Linked DNA regions of Oryctolagus cuniculus: region 2 is linked to region 1. A link is a contact called in public Hi-C data. All regions are on one chromosome and are shown on one strand. Each heading gives the region's core, a stretch centred on a gene start, on an enhancer-like site or on the middle of the called end of the contact. The rest is flanking DNA. Distances are from core to core; before and after follow the strand shown.

Evidence for each region. Hi-C and Micro-C count contacts between places; a contact is called where the count stands out from the background.
Region 2: a contact with region 1 is called in a Hi-C map of psoas muscle, with 1.9 times the contacts expected there. The contact joins two enhancer-like sites. A contact is called at or near these places in 4 of 6 Hi-C or Micro-C datasets (ear pinna, embryonic fibroblasts, psoas muscle and 1 more).

The regions. Positions count from the first base shown.
Region 1 is chr1:52,873,118-52,880,721 of mOryCun1.1, reverse strand. All of the region lies in intron 1 of BMAL1 (basic helix-loop-helix ARNT like 1), which reads left to right. Among named protein-coding and RNA genes, the nearest start is that of BMAL1, 18 kb to the left of the region's middle. Within about 2 kb of position 4,876, at least 1 of the 8 cell types and tissues checked has an H3K27ac peak or open chromatin away from gene starts, as enhancers often do.
Region 2 is chr1:52,925,005-52,932,608 of mOryCun1.1, reverse strand. No RefSeq gene overlaps it. Among named protein-coding and RNA genes, the nearest start is that of BMAL1, 34 kb to the right of the region's middle. Within about 2 kb of position 5,073, at least 5 of the 8 cell types and tissues checked have an H3K27ac peak or open chromatin away from gene starts, as enhancers often do.

The DNA.
Region 1 (7,604 bases), core at 3,627-6,126:
GACGTGGTCAGCAGTTTTATTTTAGAAAACCAGCTGGTGGCAGTGTGGGGGCTGAACTGTGGGAGGGAGGCAGCAGAACTACTTTAAAGGCTGTTAAAATGGTCCAGGAAATTGATGCTGAGCCTTGTGCCAGAGCTGTGGGGGTGGAGAAGAGGGGCCAGATGGCAGGACCTGGAGACCTCTGAGTACCTTTGATTTCGATTGGGATGACTTGGTGTAGTGATTCCTTTATAAGAAAAGCAGGAGGGGACGAGCTGGCCTGGGGAGAGGCTGGCAACACGCCCTGCTGTTTTTTCTCACCAGGCAAACGTGAGCCCTGGTATGCATGTTTTCCGCAGGGATACCAGCTCTCTGAGGAGCGACGCTGCTCCCCACAGCCTTGCCCATCAGTCTTTCGCTAGGGCTGTCTTCAAGTTAGTGTCATCAGCGAGGACGTGGGGCCGCTGGTGTTTGCACACCGCCAGCCTCGTTAAGTCCATGGTTCTTCCTTGGAGCAGTGGCTGCGTTTCTTCGTATTTGACTCCAGAGCGGACTTGCTGTAACACATTCTCTGTTTTGAAAGAAGGCCTGGGGGCAGGCGTTTGGCACAGCAGTTAAACTGCACCTTGGGGTCAAAGTATCTGGGTTCAAGTCCTAGCTCTGCTTCCAATTGCAGCTTCCTGCTAATACACATCCTGGGCGAGGTAGAAAGTGATGGCTCAAGTACTTGGATCTCTGCCACCCAGATGGGAGACCTGAATTGAATGCCCGGCTTTGGCCTGGTCCAGTCCTGGCTGTTGGGGGGCATATGAGGAGTGAACCAGTGGATAGAAGATCTGTGTCTCTCTGCCTTTCAGATAAATAAATCAACTTTTAAAAAAGCCTAGACTCTGCTCAGGTTCCAGGTGGGGTTTGCTGATAACCAGGAATTCAGTATCTCTCTTGCTGCAAGCAGGCATAGGAGCCCTCGCTCTCCCTCGGGTATCAAGGGCGCACATTCCTGGCACAGGCATGTCTGTGCTGTCTGCTGCTGCCTTTTGAGAACTTTGTTTTGAACTGGAATTTTTCCTTTGTCCAGATTCTTTCCTCGCTGAGTAAACCCATCCCTCTCCATCTTGCTGAGGTGTCCCTCTGTATGCCCAAACAAGGCTATGTCATCCCACAGTCCCTAGTCGTGCTTGTGAAGTGAAGTGCTGCACCCTCCGTGTGGCCACGTGCTTACGTCCCCCCTTTCTCTCCCTCCTGGGGTCCCGATGTGGGAATATCAGAATGAGCTCCACCAGAGCCTCTCATGTGCCGGCACTGCGCTAGGTACTCCCCATGCATTCTGTCTCATCCCAGCCATCCTGTTGTCCTCTACTACAGATGAGGAAGCTGGCGCTGGCAGTGTAGTAGAGTGGTTAAGAGTAGGGGCTGTGAGCAGACTGGATATGGAATTGAATCCCAGCTTTCTGTGGCCCCTGGGCATACTACTTGATCTTTACTCTTCTTTGCCCAGTTCTAGAAAAATGGAAATGAAACTGTGTAGAGAGGGTTCCTAGGGTTGCTGTGAGATTTGAAGGATACCTAACGTGTTATTTTGTTAGTACACAAGTACTTGCTTACTATGTGCTAGACATTGTGCTGTCAGTAAATAATGGCTCATTGCAGATCCTGTTGTCATCGCCATCATCATCCCCATCCCAGGGCCTCACAGCTGGTGTGTAGGTGGAGCCCTGCCTGGCTGTGTTCATTCTTCTGTCCCACCTACTTGCTCCCAAGTTCATCTCGCCTCAAGACTTTCTGGTCCCTGGTTTGCTCTCCTGGTCTTCTCAGGATGTGCCATTTGTGTCTACCTGGGCAGCAGGGTCAAGCTAAGACTCAGCAGTTTCTCACTCCCTTCTGCCAATGATGTCTTTTCGATCATTAAGGAGTTCCCAGTGGCTGGATTGTCTGGGCAAGCGCTGGGATGATTTCCCTGATCAACATCTTGATCACTGTGAAAGCCAGAAGGTCTTCCCTGATAACTGTTTGTGCCAGCAGGACTGTCTAAATAAATCAGGGAGTGACAGCAGGAAGAGCTGGTGCTCCCAAGAGTCACAGATCACTTAGTGAACCTGGGGAAGTTTATAGACCGTCTCTCCAGGAAAAACAAACATGGGACCAATACAAGTCCAGTGTTGTTCATGAGACATTGTCCCTGAAGCTCCCCGCCTCCCCACCCCACCAGGGGTCCCAGTTGAAATTTCAGATCCAGAAGGTGAGGCTGTGTGCTCTTTTGTCACTAGGCTCCTCCCCATCCACACCCTAGGATGTTGCCGCTGGCTGTGTGTACTGGAAGGTTCTTGGGCACAACAGCCTGATAACATTTGGAAATACCTGCTTTATTGACACCATTAATCATTAGCAGTTGTTTCCCGTATTTGAGAAATGTATTCATGCTACATCTAGCCTGGCCATTTTGATGAGATGCACCTGCTGATTTGTGCCTAAATTCATGCCATAGCCTGCATCTCGCAGATGGACTGGAAAAGTTTTTTAGCCTCAAATATCAGACTAATAGGAATTTTACTGTGATTTTAGGTGACACAGGGCGATAAACTCAGCTTTGATGGGGTTCAATGTTCTGTTTACATGAGTGTACATCTCTACTTTTTAATTTTTTTTTTTTTTTGATAGGCAGAGTGGACAGTGAGAGACAGAGAGAAAAGGTCTTCCTTTTCCATTGGTTCACCCCCTAATGGCCGCTGCGGCCTGCACACTGCGCTGATCTGAAGCCAGGAGCCAGGTGCTTCTCCTGATCTCCCATGCGGGTGCAGGGCCCAAGTACCTGGGCCATCCTCCATTGCACTCCTGGGCCACAGCAGAAAGCTGGACTGGAAGAGGGGCAACCGGGACAGAATCTGGCACCCTGACTGGGATTAGAACCCGGTGTGCTGGCGCCACAGGTGGAGGATTCGCCTATTGAGCTGCGGCGCCAGCCATCTACTTTTTTTTTTTTTTAACTTTTATTTAGTAAATATAAATTTCCAAAGTACAGTTTATGGATTACAATGGCTTTTTCCCCCCATAACTTCCCTCCCACCCGCAACCCTCCCATCTCCCGCTCCCTCTCCCATTCCATTCACATCGATTCATTTTCAATTAACTTTATATACAGAAGATCAATTTAGTATGTATTAAGTAAAAATTTCATCACTTTGCACTCACACAGAACATAAAGTATAAAATACTGTTTGAGTACTAGTCATAGCATTAATTCACATTGAACAACACATTAAGGACAGAGATCCCACATGAGGAGCAAGTGCACAGTGACTCCTGTTGCTGACTTAACAAATTGACACTCTTCTTTAAGGTGTCCATAATCTCCCTAGGCTCCAGTCATGAGTTGCCAAGGCTATGGAAGCCTTTTGAGTTCGCCAACTTCGATCTTATTTCAACAAGGTCATAGTCAAAGTGGAAGTTCTCTCCTCCCGTCAGAGAAAGGTACCTCCTCCTTTGAGGCCATCGACTTTTCAATTTAAACATTTTTGAAATGTCAGGTTTAAAGAGTATGCTTTGTTCCCCCTCTCTCTTGGGTTTGGGAGAAGGCACGTTCCAAGCACCTTAACTACCCATCCTGTCTTGCTTGCAACTGGGCATCTTTCCAGTGAACCGTGGACTAAAGCCTGCTATTTCTAACAGTGACAGGAGAAATGATTTTTATTGCCGATGATTCCACCCCTGGCCTGGCTATTGTAGGCTCACGGAAAGACAGGGATGGACGCTTCCTATAAAGGAGGCCCCAGGATCTTTCCTCCTGCTATGGCTGCAGTGCACTACTCTTTAGCTGGAGATGGGACTTGACTATTGAGTACAGGAACTGAATCCATCATCTGATGTAGAACTACTGGGTGATGAGCAGTTTTTCCTCTAAAATTTTTCTTCTTCCCCCCTCCGAATTATAAAAGTAATACATGTTTGTTAGAATACTGGGATTAGGGCTCTCCATATCTGGCTTTGAATTCCAGCTCCTTCGCTTGCTAGCTGTGCCACTCTGGGGAAAATGTGCACCCTCTCCAAACCTTGATCACTGTCATGGTTCATCTCCGTTTTACCTCATCCCATGACTGTAAAGGTAGAGGGAGACGCGTCTATAGAACACTGTCACAGAGGCCGGGTATGCTTTTGTTTGTTCAGTGAATATTTGCTGAGTGCCTCCTAAGAGGCAGTCACTGCCAAGTCGCTCCGGAATAAAGATGGAGCTTCTGCTGTCCTGATGCTCACGTTCTCAGCAGAGCAGACCCAAGTGCATAAGATTATGTCGATCTTAAGCAATTGGAGCCAGCGGCAGGCGTTGGGCGGGTGGTTTATGACCATCACCCCCCCCCCCCAGCACCCTTGTCTTGTAGGACTACTGTTTTTAAGAAATCCCACCCTCTGTGTCCCAATTCTAAGTCTGAAAAATGTAACCTCGTGGCACACATCAGTTCTCTCCTGGGCAGTACTTGCTCACTAATGGACTGCTCATTCTCTCACTAATGGACTGCTCATTCATAATCTGGGCCCCTGGGGGCAGGGAGCAGGTGCTCTATCCCTGGGCCCTTGAAGGCCCTGAGAGCCAGCATGTCTAAGTGAGTCCCCAGCCACTGAGCCCACACCAAATGATGGGCCTCGTGTTGGGAAGCATGGTGAGGAGTCTCCTACCAGAGCCCTTTCTGCTCCAGTGCCGCTTTGAGCACTCCGGTTTCTGAGGAACTGCAAGTCTCTCTCGCTCAGTGAGAGTGTGGCCCGCCACAGGCTCTGGATCCCTGCTTACAGTTCTCTGGGGTCATGTGGAGCCTGGTGGCTGGGCCAGTCCCAGCTTACGCTCTGGTACGTGAACTGCAGAGCACTAAGCCCAACACGTGGGCCCTCTCCGGGTGGGGCGTGGACGCTCCAGTGACTACTTCAGCCGTGGGCGACAGGGACCCAGGCTGAGGCGTGAACAGAAGGGCAGGCCTTCTGCATGTGACTCACCTGTCCTAGCGATAGTTGACCTGCTTTCGCGTGACCTTGATTTGCCTGGCAGGCACCGTGACAGATGCCGTCCGTCGTCAACACACTTTCACTGTCTGATTTAATCCAGCATGTGCTGCTGTAGGATCTTAAATCCACACAGGCTGCGGGTGGCTGGTTGGGCAGGTGGTTAGTTCTTCACTCACCTCTAAATTGTAACTCTACCACAAGGAAAAGGCTTAATTTCCAGAACACGGAGCGATTATTTGAGACTAGATATGATGCCAAAGCAGCAGGCCTCGATTCCTCGCTACAGGGCAGCTTAATCAGGAAATGGCCTAGATGGCCGCCTTTCAAGTAGGTCCTTGCAGTATCTTGGCAACAGGCGCAGGGTCATAATCGGAAGAATTTGGCGCTGAGTGTCTGTGGGTGTTTACAGTGCACGATAGGGCAGAGCTTCTCTTATTTATAGAATATTTTGAGCAACAAGCAGCAGAAGGCTGAAAAGCCACTAAATCCCGATTTATTTTTAACAAATTCCATTTTTCCCCTCATCCCAGAAGGAGGACTGAGTTATTAAAAAACAGTAAAAAAATACATCATTGCAGAGCGTGCCATATCTAATTATGGGGTTGCCAGCGTCGGCCTGCAGCCACAGTTTTAAGGGCTTTGTAAATCAGCCATCCATTCAATCTGTGAACTTATATGACTCCCATTCTTCATTTAGATGTAGAGTGGAGTTATTGGCAACTGAGTGCTGATCAGAGAAAGTTCTTCCCTGTCTAAATCAGGAGATGGAAGGTATAAATATAGAAGAGCGCACTTGTGTTCTCAAAGGGAGATAAAATCACTCTTCATTGTCCATTATACTTAGCTCACAAACATACATCCTATAGCACTGAATCCCCATGTTAGGGTTTTCGCTCATTGCCGTGGCATATCTGTGCCACTCAGAGGAGCCACATTGTGATATCTCACAGAGCCCTGCCCCAAGTCACGAGAAGATGTGAATCCAGTGCCTCTTTTTTTTTTTTTTTTTGCCTGCCATCTCATGCTGTGGTAGAGCCAGAGGGCGCTTCCGAGACCCTGTAGTTGAGCTCCGTCTTACTACAGGTGGGAGGCAGAGGCCCAGATTGGAGAGTCCTGGCAATGGTGGGCTGTTTCCCGAACCTACCCTGCCAATGAAATGCAGTAGATCTAATTTCTGCACTTGAGACGAATGCTAAGACAGTCGCATAATCAGCCCTTATGTAGCAGACCAAGTAATACGTCCATGAAAGCTGAGTTGAGCAGTGGAGGTGTAGAGCAGGGGATTTTGGAATCTGCGTGTTCGGATACCAAAGCAAGGGTAGAATCAGTTTGCTCTCTGATACACTTGGGGAAAGCTCTGCGGATGCTGTGATGTTTTCTAATGGAAAAAGGTACAGCCCATTTGCAAAGTGTCGGAGGGAAGTCAGGGGCAGTGGCCGGTGGGCAGCAGGGAAGATGAATGAAACAGGCAACTTTGCAGGAGCCCTGGAAATGGGTTATTAAGATTTCATGGTACTGCCAGAGAGAGCAAAGGGCTGGGGCACAGGCCATGGAATGCCCTGCCCTTTACTGGGATCCCATGTGGGTGGCCCTAGTGCTGTGTTCACACTCCTCTCACCCCACACGGCTAGAAGTGTGACAGTGCGTGGTGGTTGGTGTCTCTCTGTGCCCCTCTGAGTCCGCCTTTGTATTACGTCCTGCTAGTCAGAGTGACAGCTGACTGTGATGGTCCTTCTGGCCCTCTGAACCCCTCTTTGTGCACTGTGCAGGCAGCAATGTCGGTGGACTGGGACTGGAAGGTAAGGAGGAACTTGGATCTGTTTCTTGCCCTTGCCCACCTGCCAGCATGGCTCCAGCCCAGCTGGGCACGACATGTCGGTTCTCTTTCAGAGGGAGGGCACAGGGCCCTAGACAAAGCTTTGCAAGGGAAGACGGGCTGTGAAATCACCTCCATGCCTACTGGAGGCCAGTGATTTCAGAGGATGTGAGTGAGGTGCGAGAGGGTGACCTGGTTCTGAAGCAAGGCTATAGCAGTCCACCTGGAGGGGGGCGGTGCTTGGGGAGGAAGAAGCACTGGGATTTGTCTGCAGGCAGGCAACCAGCTGGAGAGTGGAGAGCGACTGTGGGCCATGGACTGCCCACTGTAGAGGAGGTTGACAATGGAAAGGGAGGAAGTAGGGGCTGTGGGCAGGTCCATGGCAGCTTGGCTCCAAAGCAGAGGCCTTTGGGCAGTGGGTATCTTCAAAAAGAGATGGGCCTTCCTCCTGCCAGCGGGTTCCCAGTCGGCCTGGACAGTGGCTCTCAGACAATGAGATGTGAGTACACAGGGCATCTCCAGGATCCTCTCTCTACACCTTTCCCCCTTGATCTTTTTTATTGCCAACTACCTGCTTTCACATTCTCAGTAGAAAATGCATGAATTCACAGTAACAGGAAAGATCTTGGAAAATAGCATATGAGCTTTAGTTTGGGAATCACATAATTTTTTTCCTAGATTTGTATTATGCTTCAATACAAACCAATTTTTTGTTGGCAAAGTAACTTGATTATTTTAACTGTTTTTGGTTTTTATAGTTTGTAAAGATAGCAGCATTTCATGATAGAAGGGGCCTGCTGGGGGCGCCCACTCTGAACTG
Region 2 (7,604 bases), core at 3,824-6,323, 52 kb before region 1:
CTCCAGTTATGAGCTGCCTTGGCCATCCCATTCAAGAAAGAAACAAGAGGAGCCAGAGTTGTAATGCAGCAGTCCCATGTAGCTCCCTGCTAATGCACCTGGGAAGGCAGCAGAAGACAGCCCAAGTACTTGGACCTCTGCCACCAATAGGGGAGACCAACGTGGAGTTCCTAACTCCTGGCTTGCTGTTGTGGCCATTAGGAAGTGAACCAGCAGATGGAGGATGAATCTGTCACTCTGCCTTTCAAATAAATAAATCTTTTTAAAAAGGAACCGAGGGACATCTTTCAAAAAAAGCAGCTGAAAGAGCTATAATCACTGGCTAACCCATTAATGCCTGACTTCTAAAAATTCCTATTTCTGTATGATCAGGTGTTGGCCTTGGTTCAAAAAATGAAGCCATTCATCCACACACATACATAAGCTCCTCTCATCTGTGACTGTCTTTCCAGTTTCCCCTTAGATGACAAATGTCTTCAAAAGGTCATGGCTCCATGGCACCGTGTTGGCTTCACTCATTTCTGCGTCTGACTTCCCCAGTGTCTTGTGGCAGATCTTCTGACCTCAGAGGCAGTTTTAGTAAACAGATTTCTTATCGTTACATCTCTTTGTTTCTCTAACCTTTCCTCAAGTATAAGTTTCTGTTCCCTTACCTCTAATCCCATCTGTTGAGACTTTGTTCTGCAGCTTTGCAAGCCTGACCTTTTTGCTTTCTTGCTTCTCCTTTCATCATTTAGCATTTTCTCCTGCTGTGGTTCTTCATTCCATTCGGTTGACACCCTTGACTTGTGCTCCCACTGTCTGAGCCTATAGGAAGACAGCCGTGGAGGGCCATCTGCAGTGGGCAGGGGGTGATGAGCCACACAGGAGAGACCTAAAGCAGACAGGCAGAGAGAAGCTGAGGCCAGAGGCCATACGACCCTCCAAGAAGTGAATGGGAGCTGTTTGCATGACCGAGGGCACCCTGGTTCTGTCCTTCATAAGGCCTTGCTGTATTGCTGCTTGTAAGGGTTCCCTAAGATGTCCTTAGTCCATCTCAGTAAGCCTCCCCCTTCTGACTTACACTGGGTAAAGAGGCTTCTGTGTCTTGTGCTCCCTAAGTACATGATGGCCCAAACCCTGAAACACGGTCCTGGTAATCTCCCTTTCTCCACATAAGACCCCAATTGATGGGAAAAATTTAATTTTTTTTGAAGATTTTAGTTATTTATTTGATAGAGTGATGGAGGGAATGGGAGACAGATCTTCCATCTGTTGGTTCCCTCTCAATTATGGCAAGCGCGCGGGCTCGGCCAGGCAGAAGCAGGAGCCAAGAAATCTGTCAAGGTCTACCAAGTGAGTGGTAGGAGCCCAAGTACTCAAGTCATCTTCTGATGCTTTCCCAGGTGCATGATCAGAGGTGGGACAGCAAGGACTCAAAACAGCATTGTGATGGGGGATGCCGGCATCATAAGCAACAGCTTAGCAGTTGTACCACAACACTGGCCCCAGAAAAATTTATTTTTAATTGTGATTATCACTTATAAATTGATGATTCTTGAATTGCTACTATATCCCTAAAATATCAAGTTACCTTGTTTTGCCACAGGAATTATGAACTGGCAATATAGCCAAGTGGTGAGCACTGTGCTCCTGGGGTCTCGGGATCTGTGCTTGAGTTTTCACATCGGTAAAATAGGAATAATAGAGGTACCAACCTAGTAGATAGGTTGTGAGAACTAAATGTGGTAATACATACAAAATTCTTAGAACAGCACTTGAAACACTGCAGGACTGTTATTTATAGCAACACATTCCCACGTGGTTTCCATAAAAACATTAACATGTCCACCTCAAGATTCCCCAACATCTACTTGCCCAAAGAGAACTGTCTTGCATAAGTTCCTTGTGCTGTCATTGGTTTCTCCACTCAATCCAACAAACTTTGGATTTGGCCTTGGGCCTGTTTGACTTCAGAGCCTGTACTTATTCCATTAGATCAGCAGTTTGCAAATTATCTGCATCTCAGATACCAAAAACCTTGACTCAGAATATTCCAGATCGGGACTTAGGCTTCTATATTGTAAACACTCCCCAGGTAATTCTAATGGACCTGGGTATTGCATCAGAGGCCTTTGTGAAATATATTAGTTTATCCTCACTAACTTCGTCTGTACAACTGGGAGCTATAAATGCCTATTTGATGGGATTGGTAGCAGTGATACCTAATATATACTGAATTTTTACTGTATGCCAGGTGATGTGCAAAGAACTCTCCATCTGTTACCTCATTAAACTCGCACATCAGTCCTTTGAAATACATATTAGATTACCCCCATCTTACAGAAGAGGAAACTGAGGTAAAAAGAGATGAGGCAGTTTGATAAGTCACCCAGCAGCAGTGGTGGAGAGGGTAGCTATCAGTTTCTAGAATTAGTGAGGGTTATATTAAATATATTTAAAGTAGCTGATATACAGTAGAGATTGCATGAATGTTCTCTTTTCCCTTCTTTTTATTCCTATGATTCTATTCATGCCATTTATTCATTGAGGTTGAGAACAATACTTTGACCTTAGCAATGCCTATGTAATTGAAAGCAGTATTCTGGAAGGTAGAAAATAAACAGGAAGGTAGGTACCAGGGGTAGATAGGGGTGTTGGGGATCACCTATGGGAGGGTACAGTTAGACATGAAGAATGAGCTCATGTGAGGAGAGACAGGTGTTTAACCACGGAGGGTAGGAAAAGGCAGGGTGAAAACTGTTCAGCGAGGAAAACCCAGGTATGAGAACATAAGCACATGACCTCAGAAGAAAAGATCTCTGGTACCACCTCCCTGGCACGGTCATCAGATTCTTGCTTGGCCACTTATTGTGACGAGAACCTCAACGTACCGAGGCAGGGGACGCTCTGGTTGCTAGAAAATTCTTCATATTGATCATTCTAGAGTGTCTACCCACAGAGCCCCCTCCCACCCCTTAAGGCTCTGAAGAACAAGTCTAGTTTCTCTTCTCCTGGACAGCTCTTCAAATCATGACCATAGTTGCCTTGTATCCCCTGGGCAAAAGCTTTGCTTCCTCCTACCTTCCTTCGGGTGACGTGGTTGAGAGTTTCTCTACATCCTGGTCCCTCTCCTGGTGCATGTAGTAATTTCTCTTTGCCAAGTCTTAATTGCAGACATGGGTACTGGCCAGCACTGAGCAACACAATAATAGCACTTGTCTTGCTTTATATACTAGATTTCTATTGATGCAGCCCAAAACAGCATTAGTTTATTTTGACAGCCACAATTCACTAGGGTCTTACATACAGTTGTTACTCACCTAAGTCTTTTATTCTTACCCACAGCTGCTAAGATCCCCTGGCTTGCCCTGGTGCAGCTGGTTTTCCAGAATGGGACCCCACATTTATCCCATGACTCCAACAGAGAATCTGTGCAGTGTTGTCTCGCCCCCTCCTGGCTTTGTGTCATCTGCAGATAGGATGCAAGTCCTCCAAGTTTTCATTTAAGATGTTGCTCAGAGTCCTAAAGTCTGGACCTCGGTGAGAGCCTTCTGCCATCTTACTTACTGGTAGCTCGTGATGTGGAGGTTTTTAAATAAAGAGATAAACATCTGGTTTGAGTTATAGCTCTGCCACTTACTGTGTGACTTTGGGCCAGCTAGTTAAACTCTGAGTTTGTTTCCTCATCTGTGAAATGACATAATAAGAGCTTCCTCTTGGGGTAGTTGTGAGGATTAAGGTAGAAAGTGTCAGGAAAGCACTGAGCATAGTGCCAGGCACATAGTAGATGCTGCCAAAATATTGATTCCCTCTACCATTCTTTTGAGTCAACCTGAACACATTTATCAGCATCTTTAGGTTATGGTTACTTAACTAGTTAATTAGCCCAATTAATTATACTAACATGCAGCCCATGCTCTTTATCTTGTCCACAATATCTCCTCAAGCACTTTGCTAAAGTTCCCTTTTTGAGTGATCTCAGGAAACGTCAGCAGAGACAAACAGCAACACATTCCATCTATGCGTAAGATTAGGAAAAACGGTAAGCTACCCGTCAAGTTGGTTGACCTTGAAAACAGTCTGCATTCGATCCACAAGGGATTGAGCTGGGAATGCAAAAACAGATTCACAATGATAAAAATGCTGCCAGACTTCCAGCGTCCATGGGAGCTCGTCTGGGCCACAGAATTAGGTGAAGTGACTTCGTTCCACTTGTTCATGCATCCACACATTTTCCGTCCCCTTGCTAGGTAAGCGCCCTACCCGCCCCATTAGGAATTAAAGGGGGAGCAGGACATGGATAACAAAGCAGACTGTCCTTGTATCCAGAAGTTTGACATCTAGAGAGATAAGGCGTTCTTTGTGCTAAAAGCCCTCTGCTATGTGGCTTGAGATGCGAAAGTAAGAGTCTCCGTTCTCAGCACCCAACCCGCCCTTTAGTATTGCGTTTGTATTTTCTGTAACGATTTGTTTCGTCCTGCCTAGCTCACTGGACAGCCTTTTGCAGTAGCGACTGTGGCTGCTGGGGCTGCGTCTGGCACACAGCTGGTGGTCCCAAGCTGGCTCCTGCTCCGGGAGGGAAATGCAAGGACTTCGCTCCACGCCCGAGAATGACAGCCCCAGGGGGACGCCTGGAGGTCAGCTCCAACGAAAAGAAAGTGAGAACGAACGCTCGCAGCCCTTGGGGTGGAAGAGCCTGCGGGAAAATGCCGAATGTTCTTTCCCTCGCTTGGGCTTTGGCAAAACAGGGATTTTTAGGGAGGGTCTGGCAGTCTGCGTTCCTAAAATCGGTTTCCTAGATGGAGTTGGAAGGCGGGGAGCGAGGAGATGCAGCCCTGAGTCAGGCTGTCCCAGTGAAGAGGCGGCAGGAGGAGGGGCGAGCGCCGGGACTAGCCTGGGACCAAGAGGAGAGGGACCTCCCGAGCGAGCGACCGGCCGTGGGCAGCTCAGCGTCTGGACCCGCAGTGGTCACGGCGAGTGGGAGACCTGAGGGGAGAGACAGAGGGCAGGGGCTCGGAAACCCGGAGGAACGCGCGGATTGGCTCTGTCCTCGGGGCGTGCGCTCCTCTGCGCCGAATGATTGGTGGCGCGAAAGGAGCAGGTAAGTCGGACCCTCGCCGCCCCGCTATTGGTCAGTGGCCTCTCCAGCAGCCACACAACTGGCCGGCGGGCTGCCGAGTCGCGCGCCGATTGGCCAGCGGCGGCCGCTGAGCCCGGGCTCCCTTCGAGCGCTCCGATTGGCTGGCGGGAAGAGGCAGGTATCCGGGCTCCGCGGCTCCTCCATTGGTGGGCGGGGAAGGGGGGTTGGGCACAGCGATTGGTGGGCGGGGGGCCGGGCCTGGGCCGGCGGGGAGCGGATTGGTCGGAAAGTAGGTTAGTGGTGCGACATTTAGGGAAGGCAGAAAGTAGGTCAGGGACGGAGGTGCCTGTTTACCCGCGCCGGACTCGCCGCCGCTGCCGCCGCCGCCGTAGGATCTGAGTGCGGGCGCCGGTGCTCCCGCGGGCCACGGTGAGTGTTGGCCGCTGCGGCTAGCGACGCGGCCCCGGGCGGCCGTCGGGCCGTTAGCATGGGGGCCGGCGAGGCAGCCCCGCCACCGCCCGGGGCGCAGCCCGGCCTCGGGGAACCCTGCCCGACGTGCCCGCTGCCGGCCTTAAAGGGCCCGTGCCCTCTCCCTGCCCCCACCCGGGCCTCGGGGAGGCTGCGCCCCTTAAAGGCGCCGCGCTCCTCCGCCCCCATCCTCCTCTCAGGCCGGAGCCGCGGGCCGAGGCGGGCAGGGGTGCGGGAGGCGCCCTTAAAGGAAAGAGCGAAGTGTCTGCTGCGGGTCGGCGGGAGTCCCCACCTACCCTCCTTGGGCATCGCTACCTGGCGGGGGGAGGGGGCAGCCAGCTGCCCCTTAAAGGGACTGCTCTGCCCTTTAGGAGCGGTGGGCAGGCTGATGACAAGTCCCAGGATGGGTCCCCGGGGATCCCTGAGGGGACCATCCTTGGGAGCTGCCCCCAAGGGCATTGGACGAACGATGCCGCCTCTGCCCTTCCTCCCCCTCTCCACTTCCCTTTCGGGTGCCTGGGAGGTTGGGTGGGGGCGGGGAGGGCGTCTCCACTGGACTTGGGGAGTCCGAGCCTGCCTACCCCTTCAGCCGTGTCCCTGGGGCCATCCGCGGCCGGTGCTGTACCCGGGAATCCCCGGCCAAGCCTGGAACTGACCGCAGCCTGTGAACTTTCCTCGGGCCTGTGCGGTCCGTGTCCTGGGCGGCCCGGGGAGGATCTCCCGCGGGTGCGAGAGCAGGTGTGGGACGGCGTGAGGGTGTTGCTTGGTGCCCAGGCGTGGGCCTGCGGAAGGCCAGGGAGCTCCGCGGAGGGGAGTGCGCAGCGAGCAGGCTCGGGCTCCGGCTTTGACAGGTGTCAGGGAAGCGAAAGGTGCCCGCTTGCGCCCGTCGGGGTTGGCCTCCCAGGGAACTCGGGTTTGCTCCGAGGATGAAGTTCAAGGGAGAAATTAATGTGATCTGGTGGGGCGTGTGGTCCCCGGGGTCGCGCGGCTGCCGCCTAGCCTCTGGCTGTCGAGCGCCGGCGAGGGAGGGCCGCGTGGGGTCTGTCACGGAGTTGGTGCGGGCCGGCCCGCGTCGCCCCTCCACTCCCTTGCCTGGTTCCCCGTCGCCTGTTGTGGTCGTTTGGCGCTTGCTGGTGGGTCTCTCCTGCCTTCTTTCATTGCTGCTACTCAGCGAGGAATCATTAGCCAAGTTTTGTCATACTGCTTCTAGAAATCAGATTCGGTATTTATGAAGAAGCGTTTCTTGCCAGTACCCCCGTTTCCAGGATCTTCGTTTTTCAAAAATCCGAACGAGCTTGCCTGTTAGGTGCGTCTCCTGCCCCACAAGCTTGCGTGTCATTTGTCCTGCGGATATCTGCTGCTGTTTCCCTCCCCACCTTTAATCTATTTTTATGTGACAACTATTATTTTAATTCTTCTGGTCCCATTGATACCAGGATCTGTCAATTTGGGTTGGTGGAGTTTTTAATTAATGTGCCCGTTGAATCATGAGCTTAAAATAATCACCGCTGCTCCTGAACAGTTTTGAATAATCTCATGCTCCCTGTGCTGCAAGCAAGAGTTAAAAAAAAATTACTGCTGTTAAATTTGATTCTGGTGTCAATGGAATTCGAAAATATTTTTTAAAAAAAAATACAAAATTTGATGTTTTCATTAGTGCTTTAATCCTGAGTTCAGTTTATCAATTAATTCTTTAAAAACGGTTTGTTGAGCATGTTTAGAAGGCTTGGAAATTTCCTGGATGGGGTTTTAAATTGCCAGCATTATCTCAAGCTGGGGCTCTAGAGGCATTTTGGTTTTTGTGAGGTAGCCACAGAATAGTCATATTGATTTAAAAGGATAAATTTGTACGTTGTTCTCCCTCCCACCAACCCCTAAAGTTTGAAAGGGGAGAGAGAAGAGCAGGCGTAGTGGAAGACCACTGACTTGGGATTTTGGAGGTAGACATCCTGGTTCCAGCCCAGGCTTGGATGCTCATGGCTGTGCCACCTAGGACAAGTGCCTAAACCTTTCTGGGGTCTGTTTGCCTCCGTTGGAAAGTCAGACAGTTGAACCAGGTGAGCCCACATGTTCC